Linked DNA regions of Dromaius novaehollandiae: region 2 is linked to region 1. Evidence: chromatin contacts called from public Hi-C data. All regions are on one chromosome and are shown on one strand. The core of a region is the stretch at or near the end of the contact, and the rest is flanking DNA. Distances in the headings are between cores, read along the strand shown. Region 1 has its middle 34 kb from the start of BMP6. Region 2 overlaps RIOK1 (RIO kinase 1).

Region 1 (5,942 bases), core at 3,390-5,889:
GTGCAACATTACAGAAGCGCTCCTCAGCTATTGCAACTGAGCTCTGAACTTGGGTATGTGCTTTTTACTACAGTTTAGACTAGAATAGTGCTTTGGAGCCTGTTACAATACAGGCCTGTGTTGTTACAGAAACATCTATAGCACTGCCTGTTAGTCACATACACACACAGTCCTTACATCACATCATGCATGTGAAAACTTCCATATGTTCGGCTATCATTTTAAAATGTGGTTTCCTGTTTGCTTTTTCAGTGAAAGCTCTTCCTTATAAAATCTGCAAGCCATACATGTTCTGTAGGCAAGACTGGGCTAGATTTGAAATATCACTTCCAGGTACCGCCCCAGTATCTACTGTGAAACACATACTCACTTGTCTTGTTCTTAATTCCAGTACATTCCCAGTCCTTAACGTACCAAATATTTGCTGCAATGGTTATTCTGTATTGAGACTATGAGAGAAAAATTTTGAACAGAGGAGTCCCTTAAAATTCTTTATATCACATTTATTAAATTTACCTTCTCTTTCTGAGTTTTTATTGATTCTACATTCTCCTGTAAACAAGAGGATGAGACTTTCAAATAATAAGGGAAGGGAAGATGGTCTTCACTTTGCTAGCCAAAACTTCATCCAGAGTTTTGATCTGCAGGATCGCTGAAGAAATTGGTGCCATTCCCAAATACACCTACTGCCATTAATAACTTTTGGGCACAATTTGTGATCTTCCAAAATGTCAAAAGAATAAAAAGACTGTTCTTTACGCTACTATCAATATGGATACACCATATGGCAAATTCTAATGCCTTTTTAATTATTTTTATTTAGGGAAGATTGTGTGTCTCCAGAAAGAATATTTGACCAGTCACAGAAGTCTCCAGGTTTCCAGTAAATTAACTAATGAATAACAGGGATGGTTACAGTAGCCTCTCTTCACTGTTACATCCAACAATTTGTTTGCAAGGGGTTTGGCCATGACCCAAAGCACAGCTCTGAAAGCAAAGAGCCAGCTGCCTATCTAACTTGGACTAATACCTGGACCTTGGGGAAGTGATGTAAGAAAGATATGTACAGTAGTGTGTTATTTTAAAAGGATATGAATAATTTTGACATGGAAGGCCTGAAAACTTCCCCTTCCAAAGAAAATAAGGGACAGAAGCCTGGACTTATCGGAAGGATTATTAATGCTGCTGTTTCTCAAATCACAACCCACTGCACAGTGCATTCCAGACTGTTGCATGAGATTACAGGTATCCTCTTATTCTGCAGCATAATGAGGGGAAAAAAATCCATCAGCTAAGACTCCCCAGGCAACATGGCCTTACCTCACGTGCTGGCTAGGTGATAAAAAGTCCTGCTAGCTCCTGTCAAGGCAGCGAGAGCATGTGAATGTGTATGTGAAGCTAGACCCTTGAGCTGGAGAACATCAGCAGAGGTCCAGGGGAGCTGTGCCAGCAGACTCAGGTTGACAACTTGGCTCTCTCCACTAACTCTTCGATAGCAAAAAAAAAAATGCATTCTTGTGAATCCATAGTGCCTTAATATTCTGTCTCCTAACTTTTATTCCTTCACTCTCATTTGGTTTCTTGTCTTCCTCTTTGCTACCACAGACCTTCCTGTATGCAGTTTAAAGCATGCCATAAAATGTACCATTTCTGGAAGTCAAGATGTATTATCATTTCTGTGGATGTACAAAGAGCCAGAATACTTGTGTTTCATCACTATGTATTTGTCAAGTCTGTGTGAACCATGTAGGAGGCCGGCCTCTTACAAAAACACATCCTGGCCATAGAAAAGGAAGTAGCAACACCTGGACATTGTTTTTTGGTAGCGCGTTTGAAATACCAGCTTAATCTGTAACTTTCCCTGCTCTGCTGGGCTAGCTGCTGTGACCTGTGCAAAAACTAAAGGTGAAAGTATTTTATAGTACACTGATTTCCTTCTTTCATTTGTCAGTGTGGAGCACTCTTTCATTTCTCAGTGTGGAGCACACTGACAGTGAACAGGAGGCTCCAGACAGAAGAGCTTTCACGTCAGACTGGCACAGACAGTGGCGGATTCCCAAACACAACAGTTCTTCTGCAGTGGGAGACTCAGCTCTAGTGTCCTGTCTTATGATCGATTTAGTCCTTCCTTTGTTGAGAAGGACAATTAATGCAACAAGTTGAAGGAACTCAGACTGCAATATCTCAAAAAGTATTTATACTTGTGGTTACACTCCTTTTTCTTTGTGGAATTCACCAGCAAATTTAACAAACTATGTCAATTCACTAACTGATCACTTACAGGCGGTAGGTGTATATGGGAAAAGCACCATTTTCTCAGTCATCCTGAAGATCAGGCCTCCAGATAAACAATTTGATGGTTGTTCATTTGAGTGGTTCACCCTAGAAAGGTTCGTTTTACACTGTTAAAGCTGAATAGAAACAATAAGAGAGAGAATATGGAGTTTGGCATTTATTATTGTAAAACTCCAAGGCCAGTTAATTCACTGTACCTTGTTGCCTTTGTTCCCTGGCTCTCCAGGATTTCATTCAAGGAGAGAATTGGAAAGTTGCATTTGAAATTACTCTTAATGTCATTAATTTGATGTGTTCTATTTTTTTCCCTACCATATTTCAGCCACATGTCTCAAGTTTCTGTTTCCTAAATGACTGTGTTGAGCTCACCCAAGTTTGTTTATAGGCCACGTTTTAAGAAGAAACACATTTTAAATTAAGGGTCATATGACTAGAACTTAAGGAAGCATCTGCATTTTGCTTTTGCAAGTATTCTGTGGTGAGGTGAAGACTTTTTTGTAAGCTTTCTGGAAGAATCTTTGCTTTTTGAAAATGTTTTCTGAGAAGAGTTTTGCGTTTGATAATGCAAAATGCTATTGCTAATGTGGGAGAGGCAAGAAAACATCAATTTTTTTAGCATGATTTTATGCATCAATAGAATTAGGAAAAAAACCAGCCTACTTCTCCAGCCATACAGGCCTTTATCACTCACATATTCCTCATTTCAAGGGACATCACTTGGTTTAATACCAAAATATCTATCAAAAATGAAAATTGGTATTCCCTCTTAGTGTTACAGATGTAACTTACTTCAACTGTAAAGATCAGCAATGTCTAATCTTGAACTAAACTGACAGAATTCTTTCCATGGGACTTTAAGATGCCTGCACTGATGGTTCTCTGTGGGTTCTTTCTCTTTCTTTTTGGATTTTTATCGTATGCTACATCATTTATTTGGGTCTTAGAAGGTTAAGAAGTATGTCTAAGCCTCAACACCATGGTGCCCAAGTGTTTCCCAAATTATTAAAAGCAGATATAGCAAAACATGAACATATATTTTTACATCTAGTGCAATCGTTAGTATTCTGACCCCAATTCAGAAAAGGGTGTATATCCAGGAAAAAAAAATCAACATATTTAACACATTTAACTAAACATTTGTAAAAACCACACTGAAGTAGTAGGCCTTAAGCAGATGACTAAAGTTAAACAAGGTATTTCCGTGAATGATATACTCATCCTATATTCAATTACCTACCAGTGTCACAAGAAAGCAGAACTGCAAAACACTGTTGCTATTGAATAAAATATAATGTGACGCCAGTTTCAAACCAGTTATGCATTTCCTGTAGGTCATAAATGAGTATAATATTTCTGCTTATCTAACTGCTTCTCACAAAGTTTGCATCTTTCTGCACAGCTTCACTCGTTATGACGGATACGTCCAGATGGAACCAGTAGCAAATGGCCCATCGATTCCAGCCACAAGAGAACAATCTGGAAGACAATTTAAATTATAGATTAGTGGAAAGTGAATTAGAATGATATCTTCTGAGACCAGCTTGTGGTCTTCTGAAACTGTAAAAAGACGAAATAGTATGTTGATTTATATTGAATTACCAGGCCTTTGCCAGTTGCAGAAAAGGATCAGTAGTCAAAAGTGATGAGTTCTGTGAGGAACTAATACCAAACTAAGAATCCTAAACTATGGCAGTAATAAAAGTACTAAGAGCCTGTACAGAGTTCAGTAACTCTTGGGAAACAATGGATTCACTTTGAAGTTGTTACACAGAGCTACACAGTTTTTGGTTTTGTTTCAAAAAAATCTGGTTGAAAACAAAGTTTGGTTTCCTTTCTCCAGTTTTCTAGTTGCAAAGCTGTGGGCTTAGTCTAAACAAAACTACCACTGATTTGTTAAAAAATCTGCCCCATCCCTCCTGACCCAATTATTTCATCCCTTGATATTTGCTAAGAGAATAAAGAGCAGCAGTGGTTTTTCCTCTGTCTCTGAGGACCCCCAGGGGTCTGCAGACTAATTTTAAGGAGTTCAAGAAATGTAATTAAGAAAAGCATCTCTATTACTAGTCAGCTTAAATAAGGCATTCAGGGACTGTTGTGTCCTTGGAAAAAAATAGAGGGTCTGCCAACTGAAAAACTAAAACTCCCTATGTGCCCTTCATGTATACATCTGTGTCTGCACTTTCCTTTCACATCTGCATTCCTGTGGGCATTTGCACCAGTTTCCTTGTTCCAGTCACATCTCCTAGCCTGGCCAGGCTGTTGCTTTTGCAGTGCTTGTGACTGGCTGCGACTAGCTGCCGGGGTCTCTCCACTGGCTGCCCTGATGCCGAAGCCGGCGGGCCTTCTGCCACGCCACGGATTTCAGGGAGGTGAACTTCCCTTTCCTGACATGGACAAGCTGGGGAGCCACTAGATGGCACTTGCAAAACACACTTTTGCACACTCTGTCCAGCTAGCTACACATCTAGACAGCAACAGCATGGTGCCTGGGAAACCTATGTAATAAATGCTGTTCGTCGAAACTTGCTCTGATTTCCGAAAACAACTAACATTTTCAGGAGGTTGACAAAGCAAAACCCCTTTTTTACCAAAGACAGGATTTCTTCTGCTCTCCCCACCACCTCTAGCATCTTCCTCTCTGAAATACAAGGCCATCAGTACATAACCGTGGCATGTTTAGTGTAACATGAGATAACTCCTACAACATCTGTAAGGAGAGAAACTTCCTGACGGATAAGATTCACAACAGAGTGGGAGCAGCAGCATCTTTTCTAGTTTGGGACCTATTTGAGAAGTCAGATTTCCCAGCTGTGAGACTAGAAAAGCTATTGTATTTTGAGTGTATTTTCTGTGTTTCTTAGCTGTTTCATCCCTTTTGAGTTGCTTATGCTAGAGGCAATGATGACTGAAGAGCTTGATTTTATACATACAAGACTAAAAATCTTATTTTAGGCAGTAAGCTCTTCAAGGCAGGGCTGCTTCTTTTTATGTTTCTGTGTGCTCAGCACCATGGCAGTGCACACTGAATGAAACCTCCAAACTCTCCCACAGTATAGATCATTACATCAAAAATAATCCAAACATGTAAGATCACAACATGTTGCTAATTAGCCATTAGAAGTATAGTGACTACTTTTTGCCCCAACGCAGAAGGGAAGGGAACCTGCTATCCAGGCAGCAGAGGGCAACGATCTGTTTGGCCTCTTTATAAGTGGTTTTCCAATCAATATAACTTTGGGATACCTGAAATATGGAAATCACTAATTGTGTGTGCTACTATTCAAAACTCACTGCCAGAGACTGAAAATTTCTAATTTTATTTTCTCTTTCATCACTCATATAGTCTACTCCTGTCTACAACATCTGCCAACCATATGTCAGCATCTTCAGTTCTTCAGTGGTGTTATTTTTCAGATCTTTAGACACATGGTACATAAGGTTAGCTGAGGTTTAATGGCTCTGAGTGTCTCTCTTTTCCCAGTAGTGGAAAGATTGCCTGTTTATAGGCTTCACAGTCTCAAGTCTTGAAGGAATTTCTGCTGAGGAGAAAGCTAGATTTTCTGCTGTTGACATCAGTGGCATAATACCATGCCAAAATAGGTGATCTGTGAAAGCACCTACATTGCGCTAAGTACAAGAAATATAAA
Region 2 (6,733 bases), core at 1,084-3,583, 120 kb after region 1:
GTTAAAAAGAAGGATAGCAAAAGGCCCTCTCACCTTCTGAACACCAGACAAATCCTTCTTCAATCCTGTCACAGTCTGATACAGAATCTACACCCAGGGGTAGAGAAATAAAGTTATGTTATCAAAATATGACTCTCATATCTAGTACCTAGATAAAATGGGTATCTCATAAAAGATAGTGACATAAGCATTAGTACTAACCAGACCATTTTAAGTACAACAGTAGTTTCTTTTACTATCAATTTTTAGTAAGAAGAATTCATATCCTCTCCCCCTCATTTGCAGGGCTTCAGGATGTCTACTCACATTATCCTGCTGAACATTCAATGCCATGTCCTCCTCCTTCAATTTCATCATTATATCCACATCTCTCTCATAATTTTTAACTTCAGTCAAAGTTCGAGGTATGTAAGCCTTCTTAAACACCTAGTAGATTGAAAGGAAACAAGTAGATTTACTAATTTACATATAGTTTCTTGATGTTCTTCCTTCCTAATGATGCATCTTTAGGAGAATAATTGTGAGGGGTTTCATGGCTCCGAGAAGCTCAAAAGGAATAAGGCAGTAACCCCACCAACATATCCACTGAAGGATATCTTTTTTTCTTTTTGCTGGAGCAGACTAACATGGAACTCATACATTCTTGATAGCTCATATGACCACCAGCAGCCCACTTATTTGTGACCTTCTCCAGTCCCTTCGCTTTCCTCTTAATTGATTTGAGTTTTAAGGTTTTGTTTTCTAAGAATTTTTTTCTTATGTTTTTATTGTGAGGTTTAACAATGCCTTCAGGAGGCAACTCCATTAAAAATGCATTGTTTCAACTTAATCTTTATACAAATAATCTCTCTGTCAATATACACCCCAACTCACAAAAGGTTCCTGAAGTAGTACAGTAAAGTAAAACCTAACCCCCATCAACATCATCTTACTTCAGATTTGGAATGTGATCTTTTGAGACTGTAGTCCAGCAAACTGAAGTCACTACCACATCAGATACATTTTTATTTTCCATGGAGTCCACTGGTGCTAAATCAGTCCCATCACCTGACTACAAACATGCTTTACAATCACGACTAGACCAAGTGTTGTACAAACAGCAAAGACCCTGTCTCCACAGAGCTTGCATGTAATAAGCTCCACTCTTTCGTGAGTGAGAAAGCACCACAACTAGCCTGAAGTCACATGAGAAGTCTGTGAGAGCAGAAACTCAACTCAGATGGTACTAAACCATCTCTCCCACAGGACAATGCCTTTTCATAAGCAAAGGCTCTGTTTCTGAGAATAATTTGTTTGCAAAAGGTGGGCATGTAACAAAATAGTAATCTCTGGCCCTATACTTCAGTGGGACCTCAGGAACTCTTCTTAGGAAACAAAAGTCTTTTCTTGGCCAAGCTTGAGCCAGAAGCAGTCAGTAAAACCTGCAGAGCTCCAAGAGGAAAAGAAAAGTCTTTAGTAAATCAAGCAGTGCTGACTCCAACAACAAATGCCTGGTGAACTAACATGAGTACATTCCCACTGATAAAAATTCTACTCAAGACAAAATTTTTTTTAAACTTTTCTGGAACAGAAACATAAGATTATAAATCAAAGCTTTCCAGAATGCTAGCCGTTTTCAGTAATACAAACGGAACAGATTTGTGATGGTTTCTCCTGCATGCAAAAGCAAGGTAGAGAAACAGTAAGTAGAAGAACCGAATTAGACTGGGAAGAGAGCTAGACGGACAATCTAGTCAATGTACTGATTATCCCACGAATATTGCTGTTGCTGTGCTATTGGTTCAATCACATTGGCACAATCAGATCTCAGTTTCTTTGTTGTTGACACATCTTCCAGTTCAGGATCAGTTAAGCCACAAGTAAATGCATTGGTTTACAAAGTGGAGTGTCTGCCTTCCAATTTCTGATCACTGTCTCTTAAGCTTTTACACATGGCATCTCTCTATACTTTGTCTCCTCAGCTAGTTCAGGACATACCGGTATCATAAACATTGTTTTGTTTATCAGCTGTAAATTCTTCCAAATTAAAGAATAATTTTCATTGCTTAGAAGAGGCAAGATTAATATTAATTTCACAGCAGGAACAAAAATCCTCACTCACTTCCTCATCCACTTTATCTTGACTGGATCTTTCCTCCTCTGTTCTTTTGGATGCTATTTCCATTGCCTAAAGAAATATGAAACAATATAATGTTACCATGCTACAGAATCACATCATTTAATCCAACTGACCGTTCACATCTAGATTTCTCCCTGTATTCTACTCCTATCACTCAAATTCTACAGCTTTCCTCATAGCAGTGCCTTGAGCGACACCTAACGGTACCTGGCATTTCTGCAGAACGCACTCATGACTGCAGATTTGCCTCGTTAACACTTGAAGAACACACTCCCTGATCCTTCCAGACCAAATTATGCAGGCCCAGCATGACTACAGGAAATAACAGCACAAGGAATATAGTGAGGAGGGCCCCAGTACTGGACTTTGTTTTTCTCACTGTCACACACATTGAGTAAACCAGGAGAGCACAAGCGAGGGGAACCCTGCAGCACAGCTCTGCGTCACTCAGCCTCCAGTTATAACAGGAAGTACACAACATCTGAAAATACCCATAACATACTGGTATTTGGACAACATTCAGCCTCTGCCTCATGGTCTTGGCCAGGAGTATGTACACATCGTATCTCCACTCCTGGCCGGGTTTACATGGCTTAGATTTGGCTCCTCCCCATTTTGGTTGCTTCAACTAGAAGAGCTGCTTTTTCATCTAACTGGAAGCAAAGGAATGGCACCTAGAAAAGAAACATTTACCTCATCCTGGAATCAGTATGTCCCACCAGCCACTACATCTGGCTAGCAAGACTGTGTTCTTTGGAGTAATATTGCCTTGAGTGATTCTCTTCCTTTTCCAATTTCTCCCTGCTTAAGTCTGCATTCTTAATTCCTTTATCTATATAAATACGGTTATGCTTCTGCCAGGTATCTGCAGAGCTAAATAAGCTTTTCTCTCCTTTCCAAAAAGGAAGAACTAATTTAGAGCATCTCATTTTTAATGTAAGTAGCACCTGAAATGGACATCTGAGTTTTAGCAATTAGGCTTCAGAAAACCTAGAATGAAAATGTGTTCATTCTATAATGGTACATAAGCAAAAGATCCACATATATGTTTGAAGTACTGGCATGACAACATCAGGAACCAACCCACTTCAAGAGCAGGCTGTAGAGTAAGTGAGATGGAGTTTGAACCAAATGTGAGTATTTGGTTCAAACTTTCTTATACAACCAATGAGGCCTTGAGGTCTTACCTTAGAGAGGTAATCATCCAGGTTCTCACTTGTAATAGAAGGATCAGTAATAAACTCAAACAGCTCCCTCACAGTCATCACTGCAACACTGCGCTTCTGGAAAAAATCTACAAGGAATCAAAGGCAGAGACAAAAAATAAAAGTCATTGTGTGACACATGCAACCATTATGTTAAAGTGACAGTTACAGCAAAATAATTGCCCTGATGATTTGCAAAAGTCTCAGTTGCACATATTGCATCTTACTGGGTTTGGTTACCAAAGCACTCTTGGCCATCTAAAATAAAACTATCTTCCAGATAGTTTTATTATCTATCTGGAAGAAGAGAAACTAGTTAAACATCAAAGCCAAATCAACTTTCAGCAGGAGTCAGGCTGAATGGGGCAGGGGTCGATAAAGAAGAAGTAAACAGTTTAGGACAGGTGCAGTACTTGCAATGACCAAGATGAAAAACATGAATATTTCAAAGAATAAGGTCTGCAGACCTCAAACTTTTGTCAAAGAAAATGAGAAGTATCCACTGAAGCACTGTACAGCCTAATTATGATCCACCTTAGTATGAGGACACACAGGGCACAGTAGCATACTAACGCTTTCTCTATTATTATGCTCAAAAAAAATTTTTTTTTTTTTTGAGTCAAGTATAATTAAATTTGGAGGCTGTACTTCTGGAGAGAACATAAAGCTAGGCATTTCTCACAGTCTCACAGTCTCTGTAGCAGGATTGCACAGAGAAAACTGTAGTGGGGGAAAAAGTCAAAAAAAAAAAAAAAGCTCAGTAGGGCACCAGCATTTAGGGAGAGCAAGCCAAAATAGACAATAAAAAACAAAACAAAACAAGGTACAAATATCTGATTCAGAAGGAATTAACCAGAAATTCATGAACAGAAGAGGAATAAGAAACAACTAGCACACTGGGCATCAACAAACACACAGAATCAAAATGCAAAACAGATCTGTTTTACGGATTTTCTAGTGTCTCTTAAAATAAGAAAAAATGCATGGAAAATAAAGGGCAGAGCAGGGGGGGTGGCGGGAAGCAGTTTGCAGCAACATACTTCTTGCCCTCTGAGAGGTCCAGAGCCTAGTGGAAGACAGGTCTGTCACACATACTCCCACATACTACATGAAGACCAAATCTTTAAGAGAAAAATACTATAAAAGGTACATTGTTGATCAGAATACTACAATAAGTGATGCTTCTCTAATAAGTTAGAGAATGCCTCCATCTTCTAAGCTGAGCTGGACCAGTGCAGGGAACTTTGTAATACATAGTAACTCTCCAGCTGAGGAATTCCAGCTATGGGTTCCAGTCACAGAAGGAAACGGATCAGCCTGTCTGCACACTCCTTAAAATAAGGGCAGCTAAGATGAGTGTGGGCGCTGCTGAAAGCTTGGACTCTGATCCTTGCTTTCTATTGCAAATATGAAATTCAAACTCACTTTGGCCAGATAATTTCTAGTAAAATGGGTTACATAGTCTTCCCAGCTCAGCACAGCCCATAGTTCCCTGAGGAAGCCATGAGAACCTAGGAGAGGGAACATTTTAACTAAAGTTTGACAGCTTCGACAGTCAAGAATCATAGCTGAAAGAACATAAGGAAGAACACAGTTCACCTTCCTAAACAAACAAGCCATCAGAACCAGAGCTAAAGTGCAGCCCACGCACCGTTAACATTGGCACAATCCTTTCGCAGGAACTCCAGTGCATGTGGGTGGTCATGTTCCACCGCCTGAGACACATCGATGATGTATACTTCCCCGCTGTGGTACCTGCAAACAGACATGCAGAACTGCACTGATTCCACAGGACTGTTACATGGAAGATAAAGGAGGGGCATAAGAAGTGTACTGCAAACTTAAGAATCAGCAGACAATCCTAACATTTTTCTAGCATGTATCTCACATATTAGGGCCAGAGGTGGTCTTTTTTTGTCAATCCCTTCCCTCCTTCACGCAGGCTGTATTAGTAAACTTCAGAGGAACACAAAAAGCAATGGTGGAGGCAGGGGAGGGAAGAGAGGAGGAAGAAAAAAGTGTGTGTGTGTAAATAGTAAAAATATATGTATACATATATTTTTACATATATCTTGCTGATTTTTTCATTAGCTGGCAGTTTTTATAGAGAGATTTCAGATGTGGGTTAAGAGCTACATAATTAAGTAAACAAACTGAAAGTCACAGTCTTGAGAAGCACCCCCCCCCAAGTAGATTAGTACTTCAAATGTACGCACAAAAGCTGCCAACACATACATTTTAGATGTTACAATTCAGAGCAAAGTTTAAAAACATACAGCATATTAAATTCACTGAGATCTGCATGAATAAGTCTGGCATCTTGATACATTCTTCTCATGTACTGGATGATTTGCAGGTACAGCTCCCGGACTTTTGAGTCAGATAACTGAGCATTCTTCAGCAGAGGAGCAGGCCTTGAAATTACCACACAAATAAGACAAAGTGAGTACTTTTTCCTTCCTACCAGCTGTAACTGCTTTAACTGCAGTACTTGACCCTTCTGCTCAGTAAGTGGAAAGCCCACCCTGACTGACTTGAGCAAAGTGCACGGAATCAGCCTGTCAGGCAGCAAAACTTGGTATATGCTTGCCAGAGATACTGGGAGCTCTGTTTCCAACATAAGCTAAGACATTGGACCATGTTACATTAATGTTTGTACTATACAATGCAGAGTTATCTTCTCTTATTATTAGCAAGCTTTTCCATCTATAACCTCTGGTTAAACCACTTCATTTTGAATACAACTGTGGCTTCAGAATCAGCAGACTGTCTGCAGTGGTAGCTGGCAAAGATCTGGGTATTCTACAAGTCACACACACACGTAAGAGTAATATGCTAATTTTAGAGGCCTAAAGTAATAGTAGGTAAATTCAGAGGGTTGGTTTGTTTATTTTTAATAAAAAGAATCGCTTTGATTTTCTAAGGATACTTACATATCACCTTTACCAATAAAGCCCATGACAAGCACGTGACTTCTTAGCATAACTGGCTCTGGGCAAGGTATCTGGGCTGTATTCAACCTGTAACACAGGAATAAACCACAAAACATAAAAACAAACCAACTCTACTATTTGCATTGCAATAGTGCCTACAGGAGCTCTGTTGCTTTAAACATTATACAGAGTTAAGAGCTCCTTTACACAGCATACTCACGCTTGTGAAGAACGACTAGGAAATGAACGCAAAGAACCACAGCCATCCTACTCCAAGCCCTCTCTAAACATTCCTATTTCAGACAAAGAACGTTTATACCGTTTAGGTTAATCCTAGATTAACCTATATCACACAGAAATACACAATGTTCTGCTATTCAGCAGCAGCTACTTCTGCCTTTTCCCCGCTTTTCAGTCAAGTCAGATAGAGTTCAGATGTTGAAGAACTTAACAGCATGAACAGCCAGACAAAAGAA

Evidence for each region. A called contact is a pair of places that touch in the nucleus more often than the background predicts.
Region 2: a contact with region 1 is called in a Hi-C map of brain, with 6 times the contacts expected there. The contact joins two enhancer-like sites. A contact is called at or near these places in 2 of 4 Hi-C or Micro-C datasets (brain and ovary).

The regions. Positions count from the first base shown.
Region 1 is chr2:102,449,917-102,455,858 of bDroNov1.hap1, forward strand. No RefSeq gene overlaps it. Among named protein-coding and RNA genes, the nearest start is that of BMP6, 34 kb to the left of the region's middle. Within about 2 kb of position 4,640, at least 1 of the 2 cell types and tissues checked has open chromatin away from gene starts, as enhancers often do.
Region 2 is chr2:102,569,043-102,575,775 of bDroNov1.hap1, forward strand. It overlaps RIOK1 (RIO kinase 1), which reads right to left. Exons shown (of 16, transcript XM_064507066.1): 8 at 6,258-6,344; 9 at 5,601-5,738; 10 at 4,976-5,079; 11 at 3,307-3,413; 12 at 2,102-2,167; 13 at 307-426; 14 at 34-87. Among named protein-coding and RNA genes, the nearest start is that of RIOK1, 10 kb to the right of the region's middle. Within about 2 kb of position 2,334, at least 2 of the 2 cell types and tissues checked have open chromatin away from gene starts, as enhancers often do.